Linked DNA regions of Mus musculus: regions 1, 2, 3, 4 and 6 are each linked to region 5. A link is a contact called in public Hi-C and promoter capture Hi-C data. All regions are on one chromosome and are shown on one strand. The core of a region is the stretch at or near the end of the contact, and the rest is flanking DNA. Distances in the headings are between cores, read along the strand shown. Region 1 holds the start of Armc8 (armadillo repeat containing 8). Region 2 holds the start of Syncrip (synaptotagmin binding, cytoplasmic RNA interacting protein). Region 3 holds the start of Cdv3 (carnitine deficiency-associated gene expressed in ventricle 3). Region 4 holds the start of Nck1 (non-catalytic region of tyrosine kinase adaptor protein 1). Region 5 holds the start of Dipk2a (divergent protein kinase domain 2A). Region 6 holds the start of Msl2 (MSL complex subunit 2).

Region 1 (4,405 bases), core at 2-2,501, 5.0 Mb after region 5:
TTTACTTCCAACAACAACTGAATCATTGGTAGGCTCTATTTGGAGTCCAACTGCTAAAATCTGTGGTCAAACCTCCCAGAGTTATCTCCCAACAACACTCATTCTTGTTCATTTCATTCCTGGTCCTGTTTTTTGTTTTTGTTTGTTTGTTTAAAGGACATTATAGCGGAAGGCGAAAGTCGCCTTCTTTGCTTTTTGTTGTTTCTTTTTAATTTAAGAAAAAAAAAACCCTGATATTTCTTCTAGGTATATCAATACGTTCCCTTCTTTCAAATACTGGGGGAACCTATTCTTTTTCATTCCGACTTTTTGGTCCCTCCTAAAATGTTTTGCTCTCCCTAAAGAAAAATCAAACACCGGACATTAGAAACATAGTTTCTCTAGTCTCGGAGCCCGGACCTCAACAGCAGAGCACAGCAAAGCGGTTTAAATAACCATACACAATAGCGCGAGTTGCAGCTGATGTGAAAACCTCCATTGCCAAGAAGCAAGCGGTGTTGGCAGGTGCCCTGGTGGTAGGGACTTGACAGAAGACGCACAGCCCTGGTCTGGCAGCTCTGTGCTGTGGCAGCTTAAGAGTTCGCACCTCTTCTAGCCACAGCCCTGGAGAGCGAAGTGGACTCTAGGTTCCAGGCCTGTCCTGAACCCTCGCAGGCAGCGAGCTCCGTCCCGAGAAGCAACAGCGCAGGGAGGAAGACGGGAGAAGGCTCGGCCAAACCCAAGCCGCGCCCATGGGCCGGCTGCCTGGAGCCCGACCTCCCCGCCGGCCGAACGGCCGCCGTCCTGGGAACCCGCACCGGTGGGAGCTCTCGAGTAGGAGACGCCTCCGACTCGGCCCGGGTCGCGTGCATCCCAGCTGAGGCCACCGCAGTGGGTGGTGCTCGGGAGGCTCAGGGCGCCGGGGTAATGCTGTGGGCAGGACCGGGGTTGCCCCGCGCCGGGCGGGTCACTCACCGAGAGGACGCTCATGCGGATTGGGGTCTCCAACAGGCACGCCATCTTGAGCCTTCCCACCCGGCTGCTGCCGGCGCCGGCGCGCGGCCGGCACTTTCGACAGCCACCTATGTGACCTGCAGCCGGAGCCTCTGTAGAAAGCCCAGGCAAGCTGCCCAGAACAGACCGCGCCCCAGGCGTCGCTCGAGCACCGAAGGGGCTGGGCAGAAGGGCGAGGGATTGGGAAACCGCGCCGGACCCCGGCTTACGAATCGTCCTCTCAGAAACAGCAGCTACTCTCGGCTGGGGTCAGAGGTGGGCGCGGGCAGCGGCCTCCGCATGCGCAGAAGCCTGCCTGCCCCACCTTCCGCGGGTGGGGGGCGGAGCCTCACCCTGGCTCGACGAGCTGTCCGCACTCTTAAATTTCAGTTTACAGGTTTTCTTTCCTAACCGCTAGTAGGTGGAGTTACTATCTACGGAGTCTGAAGTTCACTTTCACATTCATTATCTCACTCTACACCATTCCCTAGTTTCAGTATTCTCTCCCTCTTAAAGCTGGAGAAACTGGTCTCAAAACTAGGTCTTCTGCCTGCAATGAAAATCGCCTCACGCTTCAACAGTTAACTATGACCTGCTTTATTTAGCGTTGCGTGCCCGACCCACTTACTCTGGTATATTGGTAAGAACGGGTTCTCCACAGCCAGGACGCCTGGATTTAATCCTAGCTGCTTTTCGTTAGTGCCAATATTTTGGAAAGGTTCTTAGCCTCTTTATATTTATTTCACTTCTCCCGACTGTAAAATAAGGACTAATGAGAATAAATGGCCCAATAAACAACAACAACAACAACAAAAATGCCTGGAATGTGGAAAGCCTTACGTTGTCTGTGTGTTAGAATTATTTCCAGCCTTTAGGTCAAATGGGGGATGGAGAATTAAACTATGTGAATGTTTCCTACTAAAATATTCTGAAAGTAAAGCCATCCCTAATTCAGGTTGTTACCTCAACTCCACTCACCTCCCAGTGCTCTTTAAGTAAAAGCATATCTCTCCCATTGTTTCTCATTTCCTCCTGTACTTTAATGTCTACATTTATTGTATCACTTATCACCCTTGCTTATAAGTCTCTTACAAAGTGTTGCACTTCTGAAAGCCTGGAAGTTTAAGAGAACCCTGGTGCTGTAGCGGTATATCCTAAGCTCTGTAACTACAGTCTTTCCCACTCTTTACACAGGAATTATTACTCATTCAGTAATTTTATTTAAAGCCAGATTGAGCCCATTTAAGATTGTTAGCCTTGTCCTAAATCAAGTCTGTGAAATCAAATGTGTTGTATTCTTTTTTATTCTAGTACATATTACCATTCATAAATACATTTAAATGTTCATCTGTCCACCCATGTAACACCTAAAATCACGTCCTAGTATGCCTGCTACAACCAGGCAAATTGTAATTGTATATAGCACACAAAAGCATTGACAATTGTACAATAGTCTCTATATGTGTGAGCTATACCTCACCCAGAAACTCGGGCAATACATCTTCTAGGAAACCCCTCCCTCGAGGAAGAACTAGGTGACTCTCCCAACTCCATATATTTTCTTTAAAATGATTTTTCATTTATTTATTTATTGTGTGTGTGTGTGTGTGTGTGTGTGTATGTGGATTCACACATGTCCTGGCCAGAGGACAGCTTAGGAAGCAGGTTCTCTCGTTTCATCTTAGAGGTCCAAGGATCAGAGTCAAATCATCAGATTTAGTGGCAAGAGGTTTTACATTTTGAAACATCTCCCCAGCCTGCATCATGATTCCTTAATTTCAGGCATCAGTATGTTCCTGTAACATAATATCTCTAACAATATATTGCTTTATATATGTGTGTTTGTGTATGTGTGTGTGTTGATTATAGAGGTTTGGGAAAAGTAACTTTATACTAGTCATTTCAGGGAGACTACAAAAATTTTATCATCTTGGTTTTTTTTTTATCTTAATGCCTACCATAGGCATGTATTAAATGTTTGTTGAATAACCACTTTTTGCTTTGTTTCAGCCTGGGACAAGATAGAAGTATAGGCAGGTTATTTGGGAAGTACTTCCAGGGAACATAATTGGTGAATCTAAAAGGAGGGGGGTGGAACAAAATCTATATAAGAGTTTGCTATTGAGATCATTCTATATTCTTCAAGGGCCTCTGAGAAATAAATAGAACATCATGCTGGATTATCCATCTTGAGGCTGGAACATGTGTCCACCATTTTATTAGTTGAGGATTTCCCTTTGGCAATTAACTTTCTGTCTTTCTGACTGCCTCTCTCTGTGCCCATCCCGGTCTGTGTGTGTGTGTGTGTGAGAGAGAGAGAGAGAGAGAGAGAGAGAGAGAGAGAGAGAGAAAGAGAGAAAGAGTCCTCAACATCCCAGCTGGGATGATCTATTACAAGCTGGCACAGAATAATGCCTAGATGTCAAATGCTTGGCTCAGAGGACAATTTACTCACAACACTCTTAACACTTGTTAACTGTTTCTATTTACTCATGGACCAGCCTTGTGAGACACTTCTGCACTGTCTTGAGCACTTCTTGAGCCCTCTCTCCCCTCTATAAGGGAAGGTCAGTGGGCACACTTTTGTTGAGGGTCTGCTGTGGGTAACTAAAGCTATGATAGTTGTAAGACAGCAAGGGCCATGTTAGGCCCAAAGGACAATGCTCCAGAACTCCTAAAAAATGACAATTGTCATAGTTAGGGTTTCTATTGCTACAATGAAACACCATGACCAAAGCAACTTGAGGAGAAAAGAGTTTATTTAGCTTACACTTCCATATCATTTTTCATCACTGAAGGAAGTCAGGATAGAAACTCAAAACAGGGCAGGAACTGAGAGGCAGGAGCTGATGCAGGGGGGAATGGAGGGGTGCTGGTTACTGGCTTGCTTCCATGGCTTGCTCAGCTTGCTCCCTGTAGAACCCAGGACCACCAGCACAGGGATGAAACCACCCACAATAGCCTGAACCCTCCCCCACTGATCACTGATTGAGAAACTGCCCTATAGCTGTATCCTGTGGAGGCATCTTCTCAATTAAGAGTCCCTCCTTGCAGATATCTAGCTTGTGTGTCAAACACAATAATAAAGAGTTTAATGAAGAAAAAATAGAAATATAGGGTAGGAGGTAAGTAGCCAGTGATAAATCTGAAAAGTCTGTAATATTTATATAGAACTCCCAGACTGCATAGCTGTATTGTCAGGGTTCTCTGGAGTAGCAGAACTTATAGAATAAATTTCTCTCTATATAGAAAGGGGATCTATTGGAATGACTCACAGTCTTTGGTTCAGCTAATCCAACAATGGCTGGTTATAAATGGAAAGTCCAAGAATCTAGTAGTTGTTCAGCCCATGAGCTTGGTTGTCTCAGCTGGTCTTCAGTATATACCAGAATCTCAAAGAAGTAGGCTCTAATGCCAGGAAGGGATGGACTTG
Region 2 (4,146 bases), core at 1,553-4,052, 6.1 Mb before region 5:
TTTACTAGAGTCTGCTACTTTGGTCCCCTGTTTTTCTCTCTGCCTGTAAGTCTTCATGACTCCACATAAAAAGGCACTTTTGTTCTGTAAAGACATTTACCATTCATATTTAACATTAAGTTTATGTCTAATAAATTTAAATTAACACATCAAAAATATTTTTTTAATTCTTTCTACACTGACATGAAATTAACATTACCTGAACATGAGAGAGATCACTGTCTTTAAACTGTTGAAGCACTGCCAATGCGCCGTCTTCATTGAACTCTTTTAAAGCTTCGATAGCTCTTTCATCTAAATCACTATGTGCAACTAGCCCTGGAGAAGAAAAAATTTAGTGAGTTATCACCTTTTAAATTTTCTAAATTATTTCATCAGAGTCCTGCATTGGGTAATACAGGTACACATATGACAATGATTCTACCCTCCTTGCCCTCCCCTTATCTACATAATGAAAAACATACTAAAGTCCTCTTAACCACACAGAAAGGAGTCAACGTATTATATCCTGTTTTTGTGTCCAAGTAGTCCTGAACACTGCAATATTTCTACAGTAAATATATAGGCCTACAAATCCTAAAGTCAACCAACACAACACCAAGTGTAACAACTGAACCTCTCCTCAAAGTCAAGAACCACTAGAAAAAGGAACCACCACACCAAGAAAGACAAGAACTAGCCTACAGTTACCAAGTTATTAAACAAGAATCCTGCTATAAAAATACCTCAAAAAGTCACATGGGCTCCTCTCAACATTTAGCAGCTGTTGCTACTATCATATACTATCCATCAGGCCAGACAGCCTTCCCCTAGGGAGGTCTATTCCCCCATTTCAGCCCTCCCTCTACACTTTAACCTCTAAGCTCAAACCTAAATTAACCAACTATCAGAACAAGGCAAAGCTCCAGTTCCCACGTTTATTGGAAACCACAAAAAGTTGCTATTTTAGCTCAAAGCCAGAAATCCAATAGAAAAATTTCATAATGTTATTTTGCAAGTGTTAGTTCTTACCTGCAACGTAAATTTCATCTAGTTTTTCAGCAACTTTCTGTGGTAAACCAGCATCAAGCAATGTCTGAAAATTTTCTGAATGGATAACTGCTGAAGTAGTATCCATGGGCTCTTCAGTACCATTTCCATTAACATGTTCTGTAGCCATGTTTCCAGAGATCTGTTCAAACGCAATAAGCAAAATTAAACTAGGATCTTCAAACAGAATAGAGGACAATGACAGTCCCAATCTTTACTTTCTCTACCACTTAACTACAACCAGCCAGCCTGAACCTCCCTTGAAAGAAACCTTAAAATCACTATCGCCTGACAAGCCAGATTTTGGAGCTCGGGTACAGAAGGACCGATTCACTAGATTCTTCCTGAGCACCACCCCTGACTTCACCTGCTAACACTCACTGAGAAAAACCTTATTACAAATGAAGCCCAATCAGCACAGCGACCGGCCCAGCCTGCCACATGCAGCAGTTCCAAAACGGAGAATAAGGTGTGTGAAGCAAGCAACGCTGGGCTTGTCTCTCTCCAAGGTAAACCAGAAAGTGCGCTTTTCCCGCCTGCCGCTTATAGATCAGTAACAACAGCCAGCGAAGAACAAAGCGCTCACACAAGCCACCTTCCCACCACCCAATTCCTCCACCCTTCACCCCCACACCCCAAAGCCCGCCCCCGACTCCGCACCCGGAGCGGCAGCCTCGCCACTGCGGCCGCCAGGAACCCATTAGAAACACGTGCTCTGCGCCTTCAAATGTCCTACAACTTCCTTCAACGGAAACCCACCGAGTACCGGGCCAAGACGGTCATCACCGCCTCCCAACATCAACCCGCAGTCGCGGTGCGAGCCCCCTGAACCGTGCAACCGCACCATCTCGCCCCTCAACACTGAGGCCGCCGCGGCGCCAGGCCACGGGCTTTCCCCGCCCCCCAGCGCTGCCGTCTCCGCCGTGACACATGGCTCTCCGCCCCGGGCGCTCCCGGGCGCCCGCGACCCCCAGCCTCCCGCACCCCTCGGTGCAGTGGCTGCGGCGCCGAGGCCGACAGCCCGCGCGGGGAGGGCGTTCCGCCGCCAAGCACACGCCCGCGGGAGCCGAGCACCGCCCAAGCCCGCCGGCCGGTCGCGGGACAGCACCCCGCGCCTCTCCGCCCACTCCCGCGCCGCCGGCCACGACAGCACCAAGTCCGCCGCTCGCGCTCCGCGCGGGCCATCGGGCTGTCGAGGCGCCTCCTCCCGGAGCGCCGCAGACAAAGCCCAGCCGCGGCTGCACATGGGGAGAGGAGGAAGTGGCGGCGCGGCCGCGGCCTACTCTCCGGCAGCCCCGGCCAACGTGCTCTTCTCTCCCCCTTGGAATCCATTTTCCAGAAAAGCCGGTTTCTCCCCGCGCCGCCCTCCCCCAAGCACCCTCCACAATGTCACGGAGCTCCCCTCCCGGACCCGGGGGCCCGCGGTCGTTACCTCCCCGCGGGGCTGGGGCCGAGGAATCCTGTCCGACCGGGTCGGCTGGCGGGGAACGCGTGCTCGCTGCTCCCTGTGTCCGGCGCGAGTGGAGCTGTTGTAAAATGGCGGCCGAAGCTCACGCCGCTGGCAGCAAACCCGATCCAGTTCCACTCGCCTCCGAGCGCGCTCCCGGTGCGCGCGCGCCCCCGCGTGACCCCCCTTCCCTCCCCTCCCTGGCGCGTCCGCTTCTCTCCCTCACTCCCTCAGCTCAGCCCCTGCCCTCCGACAGCTCCTCCTTCTCCCCTCGCCACCTCCGCCGGCCGCTAGCCGCCCTGTCCTCTCAGCCTTCGTCCTTCCTTCCCTGCACCTCCTCCCCCAGCTTCCCCACTCCCGTCCGCGGCCGCTCACACACGAGTGGCCGCCCTTCTTCCTCTCTGGCTCTCTCTGGCTTCACGCCCTCCCTCGCTAGCTCTCTCTCGGCCCCGTCCCCAGTCCCTGCCGAGTCGCTCTTTCTCTCTCCCGCGCTGACGTGACGACGCAGACGACGCCGCGGGACGCGCGCCCGCGAGCCCCGCCTCTCGCCCCGCCCCTAACTCCCGGTCGGGGGGGGGGGAGAGACCCCGCCCTTCCGCCGCGGCGACAGCGAGGGGCCGAGTGAATGAGAGACCCGCCCTCTGTGCGGACACTCCCTCTCGCTCCGCGGGCGGGGCCGCCGGCTCGGCGTGTCCCACTCGTTCTTTGTCAGGAGACAAGCATATCCCCACCCCGCCCTCCCCGCCCCCCACCGCCCCACCGCCGGCCTGGGCTCCGAGGGTGCCCGACGTTGGCTGCCCGCTCTGCCGGGGCTGGGGCTGTCGCCGCCGCGGCCGCCCCGCGCCCTGGGCGCTGGAGAAGCTGCAGGCGCACGTGTCCCCCGGGGCGGGGCGAGGCGAGGCAGACAATGGGGCTGCGGGGGAGGGGAGCTGCACGGGGAACGGCGGAGCTCGGGGCCACCCGGTGGCGGGGCTGGAGTTCGGGAGTCACCCCGGGGAGCCCCGGCTTCCGCTGCTAGACAATGGGGTATCCCGCGGCCCGGCGCGCGCCGTCCTCCGCTTCCACGAATACCCTGGGCGGAGGGAGGGGCGCCGCGGGTTTGCGAGGAAATCCCTGTGCCTCCGGCTCGGGGATGACAGGGAGGCCAGATTTGGAAGCTTAACCGACCCGGTGGTGTTGGATTGTGCAATATTCCGTTTCTGTCCCTGGCCTTTTAAGCAGTTAAGTGCTCCTCCTGGCACACTTTGAACAACTTGAAGCAGCACAAAGCTGCGTGATTAGGACTACTGTGAGGGAAATGTGTTTCTTTTCAAGCATCTTGGCAATTAAATGTTATGTGAAGTGACATTTCCTTTGTAACCATTTACTATGGACAAGAAAGACAAGACAAAGGCGTTTGTATCTCAGGCGATATGGATACTAATTTTATCCAGAGCGACTGTAATGAAAAATGGCATTATCCTCTTTGAAAAAAAAAACAAAAAACTACAATTAGAAAGCTACTTGTTCTTCCAAATGAGCTTTATGCTATGATAAGCCAGTAAGTAGTCCAAGGAAACTTAGATAAACACTCTTCAAAGTGCCTAGACACATAAAATTGAGCTTTTTTTCTGTTGACAGGTGGATCAAGTAGGAAATATTTCTGAAGTACTGCTATCCAAAACCTGCTT
Region 3 (4,104 bases), core at 1,327-3,826, 8.8 Mb after region 5:
GGTAGCACAGGCCTGCAATTCCAGCAGCTCAAGTTCAGTCCGGAATACACAGCTAAGAACTGTGCAAACGAGGGCTAGGGTAAGCTACTTTTGGGGATAGGTTCAGAAGAGCCTCTATTAACGTTCAATTTTTTGACTGGGGTAGTGGGTATTCAAGGTGGCTTCATGGTCAATGCAAATTCGTGTATGTTGGAAGTATCCTACACTGCAATTACCAGAGAGAACTAGAAAACAATTTTACTAAGTAAGTAAAAGAAAAAACTAAGTTCCTGCACAGCTTGGTGGTACATTTGGGTGGACACTTTAGAATTAAGAGTTCAAGGTGACATGTCGCTCAGCGGTCTTCCACAGATCAGGGTCCAGCTCACAGAACCCACACTAACAGCTGTAATTCCAATTCCAGAAGACAGTACAGACATGTATTACACAGGCAACTCGCTTCAAATATTTTTTTTTGGAAAAAAAAAAAAAAAACAAGCCCCTTCTTCTCCTGAGTCACACAGTAAGTTCTCAGGGCAGCGAGTGAACTACAGGAGCCCTACTAGGGGTAGGGAAGACCACCTAAATTCAAACACGAAGTGTTAAAAATTTTTAAATGACAAAAATCCATTTTAGTCAAGCCAAAAATCCACATAGCTGCAAATAGGGAAACCACAGGATTTTAGAGTTGGCAACTAATTTAATGACACAGAGGGCATTTAAAAAAAAAAAAAAGTAAACGCGTGCACTACTTAACAAGGTTACCTAATCCCACGTGTAATCACATCCTACCTTATTTGCATTGCCTGAACTCTTAATCCGCTGTAATCAACCTCTCTTTGCTCAAATTCTTTCCACTCATTTTCATCCTATGGAAGAAACAACACCTGATTAGTTTTTGGTAAGCCCACTTCAGACTAAAAGGCATCAAGGGCCAACGGGATTCCCCAAACTGGTAAAGGTACCCGCGAAACATCGAATTAATTAATTAGAGATCTTGGTAAACAGATTCCAGACTCGGAAAAATTCCATCAGTGGTCGCCAGGATTCTTGAGTCGGTCTAAGAATCGGCGGCAGTCAACACCGAGAACCAGAGAGTCTAACTCTCCAGGCCCACGTGGTGGGAAGAGAGAATTTACCCCGGCCTCTAACCTCTCCGCACACGTACACAGGAGTGCGCGCACACAAATAAGCAAATAAATGTGATCTTTAAAAAAAACAAAAAACAACAACAACAACAACAACAAAAAAAAAACAAAATTGCAGACAGTGACACAGACCTTTAATCCCAGTACTCCAGAGACAGAGGCCGGAGGCTCTTTGTGAACTGGAGGCCAACCAGAGCTACACCGTGAGACCTTGTCTCAAAAATTGGGGCTAGTGGCCGGACGGTAAAGTTTAGCCCGTTCCTGCAAGATCCGGAGACGTGCCTAATTCCCAAACGCCCTCTCTGCCGCCGCTTTTACTTAAACCCAAGCCCAGGGCGAGCTGAGCGGCGGAGAGAAGGCGACAGAAATTCCACAACTCAATTCCCAGCCCTGCGTGGCCGTGGTTGGGAGAGTAAGCCACGCTGGCCCGGGCGGCACAGAGGAGCCTCGGAACACCTTAAGAACATGAAATCCGGCCCCAGCGGGGCTCAAGCGGGACCACGAGGACTCGGGCACACGTCACCCGGGGACCGGCCCAACCCCCGTGGCCCAGAGGGCGCGGCGCGCAGAGGGCCGCGGACGGGGGCGGCCAGACGAGCCCCGGGGGCCGAGGACCGCGAGCCCGCCCGCCCGCCGGGCCGACGTGCGAAGCCCGAGTCACGTGGCCTCCCGGGCCGGCGGGGGCGGGCACATGCGGCCGGCCGCCGGCCTCCCGACCCTCACCTTCGTTATGGCCTTGCCGGCGGGGCCCGCGCTCCCGCCGTCTCCGGACCTCGAGCTCCCGCCGTCTCCGGACCTAGCACCAGAGCCCGAGCTCCCGCCGTCGCCCGACCTGGAGCCGGAGCCCAAGCTCCCGCCGTCGCCCGACCTGGCACCGGAGCCCAGGCTCCCGCCATCGCCCGGCCTGGAGCCCGCCGCCGCGCTGCTCCCGCCCGCGCCGCTCGCCGCGTTGGCCGCGCGACTGCTCCGTTCCTTCTTCTTCTTCTTGTCCCTCTTGGCGAAGAAGTTGTCCAGGCTCCGCTCCTCGGTCTCGGCCATGGCCGCGGTCCGGATGGGTGGGGCCGGCGGAGGGCGCGGCGCTCGCGGCTCCGAGCTCTGGGTCAAGGCCGGCTGTGCGCTCAGGCTGCAGGGTGCGGCGTCGCCTCAGCCCCGCGGGGTCGCCGAGGCGCGGGCGGCAGGGCGGCCGGCTCCCCCCGTGCTCTGGTGGTACGTTCCTCGCTGGGAACCGCGAGCGTGGAGCAGGGTCGCGCCCGCCCCGCTGCCTGAGGGACAAGGAAGGCGCGCACCGGCGAGCGCTCGGCTAACGACGGCGCGTGCGGGAGGAAGACGCGCGGGCCTGAGGAGGGGGAGAGGGGACGGGGAGGGGAGGGAGGGGAGGAGGGAGGGCGGGCCACCAGCAGAGAGAGGCAGCGCCGCGCCTGCGCGCTCGGTTCCGCCCGCCGCTGTGGGCGCGCCGAGGGGGGCGGGCGGCGGGATGAGAAGGGGGCGGGTCTTCCGGGAGAGCCAATCAGATGCCCGGACGGAGCGCTTAGGTGACAATCCGTTCCTTCTACGGGGCGGTGCCCTGTATGGGGGCGGGGAGAAAGCGGGTGTAGGCAAAGAGAGTGACGTCCCTAGTGACTCCTGCCTCCGATTGGCCAGGGAATTTGCCTTGAGGGCGGGCATTTAGAGGGTTGGTGACTTGGCTGAAGAAGACCAGCCGGAGGGGGCGGGTGTGCCTTGGTTGCGCGCATGCGCAGGGTACACGTGCGTCTGCTCGCCAGGACTGTGGCCTGGTAGGCGTTTGAACTTTCAGGAAAAGGAAAGAGACCATGTTAAGCCAGCTATGTTCAAGCTTGGTCCTCCTGCCCTGCTTTTCTGTACTCGCACCCTCTCTGGTCGGGCACCTATTACTTTTCTTCTGAATGGAATGCTTTTGATGAGGAGCGCTGGATTAGTATTCGTGGTTCCATTTACGGAAGGATCTTAAATAAGCCAGTGCATGAAAGGAAGGGAACTGATTTTGACTAGCTGTGTCTACCAGGGTCAGGCTAAATAAATCTGACCCTCTAACGCTAGCTCTTGTGAGATGGAGAATGGCTGGGAATGTGATTTTGGTGGTAGCGTGCGACAGGCGCATGTCAGCGCAGAGTCTGTCCACAGAATCACAAAAAGAAAACACACAAAACCCCTCCTTTTCCTGGGTCTTCACCCTATTGGCACATACTATGTGAATACTTGATCCCCGAAACATCTGCAGCCCAGAAAGCTTTTTGTTTGCTTGGGGGAGATTGCTTTGTTTTGGGACCGGGTCTCACCTACCCCAGGCTGCTTTGAACGCCATACATAGAAAAGATAATGTGTTTCTGACCTTCCAGCCTCCACCATCCCAAGTGCTGAGAATTCAGGCATGCACTTTTGTGCCTATGTTAGCGATACTAGGGGTTTCCATTCTTGCTAGAGAGGCTCTCTACCAGCTAAAGAATGAATGACCCAATACAGATGTTGGAGTTTCCTTGTTTTTAGTTACACAATTGCACCTAGAATTGCTCCTGCTCTGACTTGAGTTTGAGTGATTGCTACAGTTTAACTTTGGCTCCTATGCTGGATCTTAGGACAGAGAAGGGGATAAAAAATATCCTTGTTTCCACCTGACTTGACTTTGGGGCCTTGGAGAATCAAATGTGTGTTTCTCTATGAGACGTGTGGTCTGGGTATGCATTAAACTTCTGCTTCCTCTAAAGGGTAGAGGAGAAAGCTGTGACAACCACTGAGGAAATGGCTAAGTCCTATGTCTGTAGCCTTGGGGGAAAGATAGGACCCAGCTAGTAAATGGAGGGATGTCTTTCCACACCTGTTCCCTCCTGTCTTTCCTTACAAGTCCTTCCCTAGTTGTGGCTATTGAAGACCTACATTCTGAACATATCGATGGATAAATGAAGGCTCTATGGCTGTAGCCAACAATAAGAAGACCTTTCTTTTGTTTTGTTTTTTGAGA
Region 4 (3,952 bases), core at 1,113-3,612, 6.0 Mb after region 5:
GGTGTAGAAAATATAATAACCAATCACTTTTTTAAAAAATAGAACTTTAGACTGATGATACACCTCAAAGGTTTATGAGAAGCCATTGGTCTCACCCCAAAACTGAGGGAAGGCAAAAGAGACAGGAGAGGGAAAGAGAAGAGAGGGCGGGGAAGGGAGGAAGGAAATTAAGGAAGAAGGAAAGCTTAGCGAACTTTTCCTTTGCAAAGTTAGTAGTTTGCAGAGAATGTTTCTGTATTAGGACAGATGGCTCAGTGGTTAAGAGCTCTTGCAGAGGATCTCTGTTCTGTCCCCAGAGTCCACAGCACATGTCGTACAAAACACTACAAAACACATAAAATAAAAATAAACCCTTAAAAGACTGGAATCTAGAGGAAAGATATTACTAGTGTCTAAACAGTGAAAAATATGTTCAAAGTATTATTTTAAGATCAGCACAGGCAGAACACATTTGAGATCCTCCAGGCAGAAAATCCAGTTAGAGTTACTGAGTAGTTCAGAAACTGAAAAACAATATATAAGAATACAAAGGTAAGATTTTTTTTTTAAAGAAAACAACTACAAAAAAACAGTACAATGTTAAGGTTTATGTCTGGGTTCCTGAAAGCATGCTACTAATGTATCGCTAATGAAAGACAGCTTGGAGGCGTGGGGCATCAGTTGTGAAGGGAAGACTTTGAAGTTCTATTTCCTTGATAGGTTAAAGTGAGAATCAGGCAGGCCTGTCAAATTGTCGTCAAACTGTTGGATTTGTTAAATGCTCAGTTCACGTTTCCTCCAATTTTACTTAACAGTGAAATAATCATTTGATTTTCTGGCATTGAAAGCATCCATTCTTCCACATTGCCAGAGTTAATTCATTTTTTTTCAAGTTCTCCTGAGAAGGAATTTATTTACAATAATAATCACAACAAGCCTTGAACTCTAGAACGAAGTTCTCAAATTAGAAAATCAGCAGCATAAACTATCACTCAATGTTTAATAAGGCAATACATTAACGTGTCGACTTATTAATACACGGATCTGTTGGGCTTGGAAACCTAAACAATTTAAAATGCTTGCTGGGGAGGCAAATCTTTTCAAACATAATGCTCATACATACAGCGGAGACATCAACACAATGTACGCTTTAGTTACTCTAGCCAATTCCTACAGAAGTTTTCCCAGAGAAAGCACCACATGTGGCCACGATGAAAAAAAAGTACTAATCAACCAACGCATACGCTTTGACTTAACTATCACGATGTGAAGAGAATATCTATTTAAAAACAAGACTGAAAATGATCAATCAAAACTTTCTCCTTGGACTATTTCTCTGTTCATGTTGTGACGTCGCTAAAGGCTGAAAGCACACAATTGATTTCCAGGTGCTTAAGAAACCGTTAAGGCTGATTGATCATCATCAAGCTACCAAAGCTTTTGAAAATGGAACGCTTCTTGCAAAACTTGACCCGTTTTTTTGGCCGAACCCTGGATTCTCACTGCTCCCCACCCAAGATGGGGTCAGGAAGTTTTCTTCATCTCGTTCTTTCCTAACTCCTGTGAATTCTTTCCTAACTAAGGGCAGTATTTTTCTTCGGGTGACTTCAGCTCGGCTCGACGTTAACCGGTCATGTTACGGTCCTCAACCCTGAACAAAAAACCAGCTTCCTTCCAACCCAGCTGTTAACACTGAACCGACCTAGCACGGAAACCCGTACGACAACAGTACGAAACCAACCCAGAGGACTGCTTTTCCTGGACCAACCCCACCTCAACAGCCCCCGGACACCCACATCTCTCCTGCTCCGGAACGGGAGGGGGAGGGGAGGGCGCGCCCCGAGGATGTCCCCCCTCTCGGCTTCCTCAGGCTGGCGGCTGGAGGTGAGAGCGCCCTTCCTGCCAGCCTACCGTCCCGGCCTCGGACACCGACACAGACCGCCGACAGGGCTTTCTGCGGAGAACCGCCGAGGCAGCGCGCCGCACACTTGCCTGCCCGCCTCCCCGACCGGCGCTCGCAGCTCAGGCCAGAGGCCGCGGGGTCACCGGGCTGCACCGCGGACACCCGAGCTCCGCCGAGCGGCCTCCCCGCCCCCTCCGCTCCGCTCCGCCGCCAGCAGACGGCGCCCCCGGGCCAACTTCGCCGGGGAAAGAGGAAGCGACTAGAGACTAGCAGGCAGAGCGGACCGACCGGGAGACCGAAAGGACTGTGCGTGTGTCCGCACGCGAGCGAGGCCGTCTCACCTTCCCTCCGCCGAGCCCTCGGCTCCAGTCACCTGAGGACCGCACCGGGACGCCACCGCGGCTGCCCGGATGCCGTTACCGCACGAGGCCTGTGCTGCGCCGCCGCGTAGCTCTCGGAGAGGGGCGGGGCGCGCGCAACCGGTGGGCGGACCGTTGCGGGCAGGAAACCCGCTCCACGCCCAATCTAATAGGCTCCATCGCCTCCTGCGCCCGCCCCTGACGCTTCAGCGGAATGCGCCGCTCCGGGATTGGGCGAGCGGGCTTGTCAATCAAGCGCGGGCCCTGAGTGGTCCCTGAGCTGAGACTGCGCGGCCTTTGGACAGAAGGTGAGGAGCGCCGGGCCCCACCGCCCTGTTCTCCCCTAGCCTCCTCGGTGGCTGCTTACTTTCCGCCTCTCCCACTGCTACTAAAACCTGTCATTCATTTTAAATCGCTCATTAATGTCGAACAGCGGTCCCGAGTTCAACCCAGACTACTCTGGTGCCTGCATCTGAAAGGGCCGACCAGCTGCAGATCTTAGGGACAGGGAGCGACAAAGAAAATGAAGCCTCGGGGGAAAAATGTAAGATGTTTGTTAATGAAAACCACAACCAAAATAAGCTTTGCGAGCAACTTCCGAGTGCCCTGGCGCGTGGGTAGCCTTCATTCCCGGCTTCCAGTCCTGTGAAAAGGACAGTTACTTCTGCCCTAGGGGTGAGTATGGCAGTGGCACAGTCCCAGCCACCTGCCAAGGAAGGCATCAATAAATCGGCTCTCCTTCCTAACTTGCCTTACAGCGACTCATAACCTGCCTCACTATTTCCCAATCACCTTTGTTGCTTAGTGTGGGTGTGGCACCTAAAAGAAACATTCTAGGTTAGGTAATTTTATGGAAACACGAGTTTTTGCCTCCAGCGTAGCTGCACCCATATACCTAGATTGCAAAGTCTATTAAAAGAACTGTTTCACCCACGCCCACCTCGTGCCTAGCACATCATCCTCAACAATCGAGGAATTAATACAGCTTCCTTTCATCTTTTAAAAATTCATTTTTATTCTTTGTGTGTTCGAGTGTTTGGTGTACTTGTGTTATACTTGTGTATAATTTTGCTGCCCATGGAGGTCAAATGAGGGTATAGGATCTTCTGGAACTGGAGTTACAGATGGTTTTGAACCACCCTGTGGGTGCTGGGAATCAAACTCAGGCCCCTTGGAAGACCAGCGCTCTTAATCACTGAATCTCAGCCCCTTCCTTTAGCTATACTACAAGCCCTACCTGTAAATCCTAAAAAGTTGTTTTCTGCTTTTAACTTAATTGCATGTTAATAAATACATGGGTGGCCTGCCCTAGGTAAAATACAAGTTACCTGTAGCCCCTTTTAATCCTGAGTTTAGTTGAGAAAAGTAGAACATAAAACTGGGGAAAGGATACTCTGCCTATTGTTAGTATCAAAAGTAAGTAATGCAAATTATATATTTAAAAACATACATACCGAAGAGAAGGGGGTGATGCATGCAGAAGCAGGTGGATCGAGGCCAGCCTGGTCTACAGATTGAGTGTGAGTTCCAGGACAGCCAGGGCTACCCAGAGAAACCCTGTCTCAAAAAACAAAAAGACAAATATATATATATATATATATATATGCAGAGACAGGTTCAAGTTCTGCAAGTTCAAGGCCACCCTGGTTTATGTAGCAAATCCTAGGACAGTCAAGGCTACATAGAGAGATGCTATCTCAAAAGCAAAAAC
Region 5 (3,896 bases), core at 942-3,441:
TATCGACTACAGTCAATTACACTACTAAGTGCTGTCAGTACCTGCTAACATAAATACAGCTTGGAGAGGTGGGGGCTTGTGGGAGTGGGTGGGGGGGGTCATACTTAGAGACTCGCTAATCTAAACTAATGAATAGAATAATCCTGCAAAGTAAGCTTAACTGAATTTACACTGATCAGAGATAAAACAGTACTTATTAAACCATCTGAACTTTAAAATTAACCTATCACATATATCTTAACAGCAACTTGAAATTTTATTAAGGCTCACATTAGAACTTCAGCTGATCAAATACTCGTGTTAAGGATGCTTGGCTGAACTAATCAAGGCTGATTTCTCTTGACTAAGACGCAGAAAACTTGAAAGAAAAAAAAAGCCACCAATAGAGTACATTCCTATTCATACTTTAATCAACAACAGAAACAAGGTCCAAACCCTCTAGCCATTAGTGACATTCTTAGCGGAGAAAGGGCGTGAACTATACAATCAATTACTTGTGGTTAATTTAAACTCACTTTCCCTAGCACTTGACGTTTAGAACTGGTAACTTTTCTTGCAGCCAAGAGAGATCACACACCTACTGGACAATCGCTGCCCAAGGGCACAGCACTTTAGCGGGGGGGGGGGGGGTGTTTGAAACAAATTACTCCAAAAATAAACCGGATTCCTTTCTCTTATCTATTTTCTTCTTGCCGCCACCAGTAAAACGATTCCATTCTATCCTCCTAAAAGGCACGTTTATTTTCGAAATGAAGTCAAGAAAAAGCAAATAAGTCAGTTGGGCTAGAGGCCAAAACCCTTTTCCTTAGATCCTAGCTCCAACCTAAAAAAAAAAAAAAAAAACACTTTAATTCCTTCCTTAACCGGATTACCATATGACTAGGGCAGGCCACAGCATCAGGATGCAAAAGTCCGTCTTGGCCTTTAGCCTTCCCAGCCCAAATCTAACTCTTTCCCCCATTTCCTAGCTTCTAATTCCACGCAAAGCACGAGTCACGAATTAGCTCCCTTCACTTTACCACCACCCCACTCTCTGATCTCATCTTTCCCACCTGGTCCCAGAACTAGCTGATTGACTAACAGGGAGATGATCTAAGAAATAAAACAAAGACAGACTCGGGGAAGTTAGGCTAGCCAGGCGGGACAGCAAAGGACGTGTGCCCAGGGTGCCCAAGTCCTCGGAAAGAGGTACAAGGGCTCGCTATCGCACTGACACTGGCATCCAGACTGGGACGAGCGGGAGGGCGGAAGGAAACTCGCGAAGAGGCATTTTGGGAGAGTTGGGGACGCACTCCCTCTGGCGTCGAAGAGCCCCGCGCCCGCGCCTACCTGTAGCACCAGCGGCTCGGGGTTGAAGGCCAGGGTGAGCAGCAGCTGCATGCGCTCGGAGTCCTTGAGGTTACGCAGCAGGAAACTGCCCGAGTCCTTGGTCTCCGCGTAGCGGCGCACCAGGCGGTCCAGCAGGCGCTGCGAGGGGCAGTGCACCAGGTCCGACCAACCCTCCACCGCCTCCGGCGTGAGCAGCCGCACGTCGCCGTTGAGACGCGCGAACTCGGTGCGGGGCATGGCCTGGAGCAGGTCGCAGCGCGGCCGGCCGGTGGCCCGCTTGCAGATGCTCTGGTCGAGCTGCGCCAGCTCGCGCTGCGAACCCAGGCGCTTGAGCACCACGCGCCGGCGGCCGCCCTCGCGGGGCTCGCCGTACTGCGCGAAGTACACGTTCTTCACGTTGAGGAAGTCCAGCAGGCGCAGGCGGCCCCACGTCTCGAAGCCCACCTGGCCGTTGAGGAAACGGCGGCACCAGCTCGTGCCGAAGCACGCCGGGCACTTATTGAGCTGCAGGAAGCGCCGGTCGGCGAGCTCGTTGCGCTGCCAGGAGGCGAGCAGCGACGGCGAGTGCAGCAGCATCAGCACCAACAGGCTGCCGAGCGCCGCCAGCTTCAGTGCACGGGACAGGCGGCCCAGCTTCAGGGGCACCAGGCGCCACATCCCGCCCGCGCGCGGCAGCGGCCGGGGCCGGGGCGGGCGAGCGCACCCCGCCGGGCCGCCCCACGGCGCCGAGGCCCGCGGCGCAGACGGAGGGCGGCAGCGAAGGAACCCGAGGACGGGCTGCGCCGGCCGAGCGCGGCGACTTCCCGATCGGCTGTCTCCACAACTCCCGGTGCCCTCCTCCGAGCTCCCCGCCCTCCGACTCCGCGGGCGCCGCCTCCTTGCCCGCCAAGTTATAGAGGCGCGGGGAGGGGGGGGGGGAGGAGGGAGCGCGGGAGCCGCGGTCGCGCGCACGCGCACTCCCGCCCGGGACGCTTGAGCTGCGCCTTGCTGGGTCCCGGGCGAGCAGCGCGCGCGGGGGCGAGTGAGGAGTCCCGGACGCCTCACACTCGAGAAGCTACGGTGCGAGGAGGGGAGGAGAGGATGCGGCGGGGCCCCCACGCGCGGGCACGCCCGAGAGCGAGGGGCGGGGCCGGGGGCGGGGCGAGCGCGCCCCCGGGAAGCGTCAGCGCGAGCTCGCGGGGAGGCGGTGGAGAGGGTGGGTGGAGGGCGCGCCCGGGAGGGCGGAGCTCGCCAGCTCCGCCACCGGAGACCTTCAGTAACGGCTACTCTGGGGTGACTGTCGGGCTACACAGGCGCCCCGGAGGCCTTTGTGGGAAGGTCATTGGAAGGGAGAGGGCGGAGGCAAGCGGGAGCAGAGAGGCCCATCCTGGGAGCGGGAGGAGGTGGGGCCGAAGCCTGGGGGCGGGGCTGGAGTGGGGCCGGGCCAGGTCCTGGGGGCGGGGCCTGGCCGCCCGCTCCGGGCCTTATATGGTGTGGCGCGCGCTTGTTCTTTTGACTGGCGGGACCTCTGGGTCGCGCGCTTTGTGCCGCCGTAGGGCCTGCGGGCAGACAGTGGGCCAGCGGTTAGGGACCGGAATGCCGCTGCAGGGCTGGCGATGTATCTGCGGAGGCTGAGTTACGGTTTCGCTGAGTGAGCACTGGCGGGATGAGGTCCTTCCTCACCGGCGCCGCCCGCCGGGTCCCCGAGGAGCCCGGTTCCCCCATGCTTCACAGGCTGGGCCCAGGCCTGCCTTGCGGCCAGGACGCGTTGCTGTGGCGATGACCCCAGGGAGCCAGGCCGTCAGGTGCCGCACCTGTGCGGTCTAACCAGCTCCTAACAGCAGACTGCGGAAATAACCTGGCCTAACGCGCGTGGGGTTAAGTTTTAGAAGGTCTGGGATCTTCAGCAGTAACTTCAAAATATGTTCTATTAGAATACTTTTTTTTTCTTTAACTTTTAGCACTCCTGTGATTGTTGGTCGAGTGGATAGCTAGCTAATTCCTGGTCGCTGTTAAATATACTTTTACTGCGCTGATTTTTAGAGGTCAAACAGGAAAATCATAGTAAGTAGTAACGGGTATGCAAAGAGTAACTACTGAGACAGTGAGACTTATCTATACAAGATCGTGAATCACTTTCCCGAATTTTCTGTATTTGATTGTAGCATGAGGACTCGCTTCTGGAAGAATACGGGTAAGGTCAACGTTTTGTGTTTGGTGATGTAGGAGTTCAGTCTTTGGAAGAAATTTTCAACGTGGTGGTGATTTTTACAGGCTACTACAGAATACAAATTTTAAGATGTTAGCCTTCAAAGGCTTATGCAAAATGGCTGAGAAATTTGGCTGATAGAAAAAGAGCATCCCATGTTTCCTTTGGCAGAAATTTGATTTAACTTGCTCATCAAGCATCCCCCAAATCCATACAATAAGGTTATGTAAGCAAAGGCTCAAATGAAGTTTCCTCTGGAGTGTCTGGAGCGACTGGAGACTAGAACTGCATGGTTCATTTGTGCTGCTGAGGCAGAGTTGTAAACGAAGCGAATAATTACTAACCTGTGTGTTGTCTTCAACACCCCGTCTACATGCTA
Region 6 (4,400 bases), core at 1,157-3,656, 6.5 Mb after region 5:
TTTCCCCCTAAATATTTAGGTTAAGCAATTCATTTTCTATAAACAATCCATTTGATTCCTGTTCAAGCGAGGCTCAAGCAGGCTAATAAAAGAAAGGGGTACAGTTCAAGTTGATGTGCTCGTTAGTGCCATAATCTATTACCAGTTGCAACCAATTCAGAAGCTGAAAAAAGAATGGATTTAACTCTGACTCACACAGACCATCAATAGAATTAATCTTAAATTGGGGTGTGCAACTCCCAAAGATTTTAAAAATCTAGTTACAGGGGGAAAAAAATGCCTGCAAGTAGTCTGTTTCCCAGGGTGACGACTCATCTATGCTGCCTGCCTGGATGTAAGCAGTCCTGGGCTTTTATCCTTCAAGTTTCTCCTTTGGAGGAGAGCAACCTGCGTGCAGTGGAAGAAGACCTAAGAGGAACCTGGAATAAAAATAGATCTGTATAACGGTTTTGTTTGGAAGTGACCTTAGAAAATAGCTATCATAAAGAGAAAATGGCAGATGGAGCCTTTAAAATGAGCTAATTTTAGAATACATATCGTTTCCCACGTGTGACTACTAAATACATCCTCCACAGCTTACTCTGCTGATATATAAAATTAAGAAGTTGGATTCTTACTGGTACTGTATGTTAGGCTTTACTAAAAGAAAAACAAAAAAACAGAATCTGTCTTCAAGTCGTAAGATTGTTTGTGTTTCCTTGATAACTTATGGGCCAGTCCCTAAAATTAGCATTTTGGTATACCATAAGCACACATATGTAAAAGGTTTGCACACCTCATAAGCTTCACTTTGTGAACGTGTACAGCGTTAGTATGTGCAAAAAATATCATGTCGGAAGAGCAGTTTCTATTTGTGCTACCCAAAAACGGGTTTGTATTTTGAGAGGGGAGAATCACGCTGTTAGGCTTTATTTATATCCAAGTGTCCTCAGCCTTCTGCAAAAAAGGCAAAAGCTTTGTGTGTGCGTGTGTGTGTTTTAATGCAGAACAACGAAGGACTCAGACACTTTCGGACTCTACAGAACCAGAGCATACATCGCGGGCTGTGTCCACGCACAAGGGCAGGCTCGCTGGGGACCTAGAGGAGTGGCTTTCAAACTTGTGGGCCAGCGCCTAGTCCACGGCCCGCCACGCGCTAGGTTCCGGGAGGAGGCCGGCGAGGCCGGGGCTGGGCTGCCATCCTCCCACTGGGGTCAACTCCGGTCCCCGAACACCCTCCCCCCACCTCCGCCCCACGGCGCGACGCGGGCAGCCCACGCGAGGGGAGACCGTGCCCGCTACCCCAATTCACCACAACCCACACGCCTGGGAGACCGGATTGGAGAGCACGTGGGGGAGGGGCGGAGAGCGCGTCCGGCTCGAAACCGAGCATGCTCCGTGCACGGAACCGTAAGTGGCGAGCCAGACATGCGCAGTGAGCTCGGGGTGTGCTGGCGGCGGGGCAGGGCGGGGCTGGCGTGAGCGGGCTAATGTGTTTATCCGGTTTTCTGGGTGGGCGGTCAAAGCGCACGCGTAAGGGCGAAAGGCGGTAGGGTCGGGGTGGGTGTGTTGGGGGGGTTTGTGCATGCGCAGTGAAGCCGGCAGCGCGGGGAGGGTGTGGAGGGGGCTTTTAGAGGAGAAGCAGGGGAAAAGGGAAGCGGAGGGAGAGGAAGGGCGGGGGGTGGGGGTGGGGAGGGGGGGTGAGAGCGCGCTGTGCGCATGCGTACAAGGGCTAGCGACGACGGCGGCGGGGGAGGCTCGGGGATGACAGTGTCTTTGCCCGTTGGGGTAACGGTCGTCGTTACCGGCCGGGCCTGAGGCGCCGCACCATCTACTGCGGCCGGAGTAGCCCCGGCCCAACGGAGCTAGAGCGGCGCGAGAAGAAGCGTGAGGGCGGCCAGGCGCGAGGGAGGGGCCTGCAGCGGGCCTGGTCGTGCGCGCTGGGTGGCGGCGGCGGCGGCCTGGCGGGGTGAGCTCGCTTAAACCGCGGCTGGGCAGGCAGGCGGCGGCGGCGGCGGCGGCGGCGGCGGCGCAGCACCGTGGCAGTCGCGCTTGGAGGAGTCGTCCGTGCCGTGCCGAAAAGATGGCCGGGCTGTGAGGGGGCGGCGCTTGCGCTGGTGACCCCAAGTGTGCGGCTGAGAAGCGGAGGGGCGCCGCCGTCGCCGCCTGCCTGCCTGCCTGCCTGCCTGCCTGCCGGGCCTGCTCCCCGCCCCCTCCCGCCGCCGGGCCCCGCGCGCACTTCCTCCCGGGCCTCCCTTTCGGGCGGGGGCCTCCCTCCCGCCCGCCTGCCGCGCCAGGCGCAGCGTGGGCCCCGCGTCCGGCATGGCGAGAACGGCAGCGGCGCGCTCCCGCCGCAGTAGCAGCAGCAGCAGTAGCAGCCACAGCAGCAACAGCAACCTCCGCCGCCGCGGCTGCTGGCACTAGACCCGGGAATCCGACGCCTGCGCCGTAGTCCCCACCGTCCCGCTGCCTCCGCGACGTCGCTGCGATGGAGTAAGGGCCCCGCCGTCGGAAGAGAAACGTGTGGACCGCTTGGACCCCACCGGGCCCGCTCCCGTGCGCGCCAGCTCCACCCGGAGGTGCCTCCGCGGCCGGACATGCTGCTCGAGCGCAGGCCGCCCGCCGAGCCGCGGGGCTAGAGCGAACCCGGAGCCCGTCCGGAGCACCCAGCCGCGGCCGTGTCGGACGAACTCGATCGCTGATTTCGCTTGTCTCTCTTTGGTCTGCAAGTCTCAGGGACAGAGGAGGGGCGCCGAGGCCCCCATGTGTGGGAGGATTGCTTCAGCTTCACAAACTTGCACGGATTTTGGTTGCTGCTTTGGCCAGGGGTTCTGCTCAGATTTCTTCCGAATTGTTTTAAATTCGCCATTGTTCCCTGGCTGCTTACAAACTTGGATCCGGAATTTCTTTTCAACCGGGAGCCATTGGTGTCGAAGTGTCTGCAATGAACCCGGTGAATGCTACTGCTCTCTACATTTCCGCGAGCCGCCTAGTGCTCAACTACGACCCCGGAGACCCCAAGGCGTTTACAGAGATTAACAGGCTCTTGCCTTACTTCCGACAGTCCCTCTCGTGCTGTGTTTGCGGTGAGACGCTTCTTTATTGTTCCCCTTTCCCTGCTTGTTTTCTAAAGTTCCTTTGGCAGTAGTAACGTGAACGGTTGGCCGGCCGGTAGTTCGTCTTAAGGGGTGGTACTGTGCAGTAGTACACGGTCGTTAGTTTTGAAAGTCGCCCAGGGACTTTTGCCCGGCGTTTCAGAAAGGCCGAGAGCCTTTTTCAGCCACCTTTGTACGGAGGCTTTAACGTTCAAAATGGTTTTATTTCGCTTTGACACATCTTTCTGGTGTTTTATTTTTTTAAAATACATTTTAAAAAATTCTTCGACGGCTTCACACGTATAGCGGTGATGTCTTAAATGGGGTTGAAATGCCAGCGGCATGCTGCCTTCTTTTTAAAACCTCTGCTGCGGGAACTGATTGAATACCATTGTCATTAAATGTGGTCAAACATTGTTAAGAAATATGCACTGCACTCGTGTTTTGCAGAGGGTGGATGGTATAATCTTGATGCACCTCCAGCCAGAGACCTCAGTGCCCCAGGTTCTACAACAGATGGTTTGAAGGTTAGCACTGACCTAATGAAGCTGATGGTACTTTTTAGTTGGTGAGATCTTTTTACAGACTAGATTTTCTGTAGTTTTAATGTCAGGTGGCCTGGCAGAGTCGCATTGTTTATTTACTTGCTTATTTAAGACAGGTTCCTACTATGTAGCTTAGGCGGACTTCGAACTAGTGGTCTTAGTGTCTCAGTCTCTTGAATGCCGGTATTTCAGGCATGCACAGCCATGTCCCGTTTCAGAGGATTATTTTAAGATTTTTTTCAAAGGGTATTAGCCCCTGTCGGTTACAATACTTAATCAATCGTAAGAGATGAGTGAAAATATTGTCTAACTGGAAAGTGTTTAAAGGGTGATGACTCGTGTTAACTGGGCACAAATAGTATTTGACACTCAGAAAACCAGAACGATTATCCTCTGTCCCTCTTGAGATGGTATAAGTCCTCCGCCTATTAGAAAACGAGACGTTTAATAGAAATGAGAGCAACAAGGAAGTACTGATGATGTTCTCCACTTACTGTGTTGGAGGCTTTGTTAACCCAGACTCTCTGTTCAGTCACAATTTAGACATTGAGGCCCTTGAAGTGGAGATAGTAATGGCTGAGCCATAGAAATGGTATTCAGGATTCATCCATCATTTTTGTATAGCTCAGGGCCGGACTCTGAGGGGTGCCAAAAGGGTGGAGATTGGGTTTTTCCTGGTTAGGTACTTAATTTCGTAAGCGTTTAAGCAACCAAGTGATTAAGCACTTGCCTTGACGACTAACACACAGTACTTACAGGGAAGCAGTCGCTCAGAGCAGAT

What was found. Promoter capture Hi-C pulls out the DNA fragments that hold promoters and counts their contacts. Hi-C and Micro-C count contacts between places; a contact is called where the count stands out from the background.
Region 1: a promoter capture Hi-C map of erythroid cells shows a contact between it and region 5, with 17 times the contacts expected there. The contact joins the promoter of Armc8 here to the promoter of Dipk2a in region 5. A contact is called at or near these places in 1 of 39 promoter capture datasets (erythroid cells) and 1 of 484 Hi-C or Micro-C datasets (CD4 T cells).
Region 2: a Hi-C map of uterus shows a contact between it and region 5, with 12 times the contacts expected there. The contact joins the promoter of Syncrip here to the promoter of Dipk2a in region 5.
Region 3: a contact with region 5 is called in a promoter capture Hi-C map of erythroid cells, with 6 times the contacts expected there. The contact joins the promoter of Cdv3 here to the promoter of Dipk2a in region 5. A contact is called at or near these places in 1 of 39 promoter capture datasets (erythroid cells) and 1 of 484 Hi-C or Micro-C datasets (CD4 T cells).
Region 4: a promoter capture Hi-C map of erythroid cells shows a contact between it and region 5, with 19 times the contacts expected there. The contact joins the promoter of Nck1 here to the promoter of Dipk2a in region 5. A contact is called at or near these places in 2 of 39 promoter capture datasets (erythroid cells and pre-B cells).
Region 6: a promoter capture Hi-C map of erythroid cells shows a contact between it and region 5, with 12 times the contacts expected there. The contact joins the promoter of Msl2 here to the promoter of Dipk2a in region 5.

Annotation. Positions count from the first base shown.
Region 1 is chr9:99,567,648-99,572,052 of GRCm38.p6, forward strand. Armc8 (armadillo repeat containing 8) reads right to left here and starts at 1,252. Exons shown (of 22, transcript NM_028768.3): 1 at 955-1,252. The coding sequence starts at 999.
Region 2 is chr9:88,479,595-88,483,740 of GRCm38.p6, forward strand. It overlaps Syncrip (synaptotagmin binding, cytoplasmic RNA interacting protein), which reads right to left and starts at 2,803. Exons shown (of 11, transcript NM_019666.2): 1 at 2,462-2,803; 2 at 1,012-1,171; 3 at 200-318; 4 at 1-84. The coding sequence starts at 1,159.
Region 3 is chr9:103,363,204-103,367,307 of GRCm38.p6, forward strand. Cdv3 (carnitine deficiency-associated gene expressed in ventricle 3) reads right to left here and starts at 2,577. Exons shown (of 5, transcript NM_175565.3): 1 at 1,851-2,577; 2 at 772-848. The coding sequence starts at 2,165.
Region 4 is chr9:100,543,772-100,547,723 of GRCm38.p6, forward strand. It overlaps Nck1 (non-catalytic region of tyrosine kinase adaptor protein 1), which reads right to left and starts at 2,363. Exons shown (of 4, transcript NM_010878.3): 1 at 2,224-2,363. It overlaps Gm46139 (synapsin-1-like), which reads left to right. Exons shown (of 2, transcript XM_017313741.1): 2 at 1,686-3,952. The coding sequence ends at 2,333.
Region 5 is chr9:94,535,890-94,539,785 of GRCm38.p6, forward strand. It overlaps Dipk2a (divergent protein kinase domain 2A), which reads right to left and starts at 2,192. Exons shown (of 3, transcript NM_001033145.2): 1 at 1,330-2,192. The coding sequence starts at 1,986.
Region 6 is chr9:101,072,356-101,076,755 of GRCm38.p6, forward strand. Msl2 (MSL complex subunit 2) reads left to right here and starts at 2,407. Exons shown (of 2, transcript NM_001100451.2): 1 at 2,407-3,065. The coding sequence starts at 2,924. It also overlaps the pseudogene Gm46140.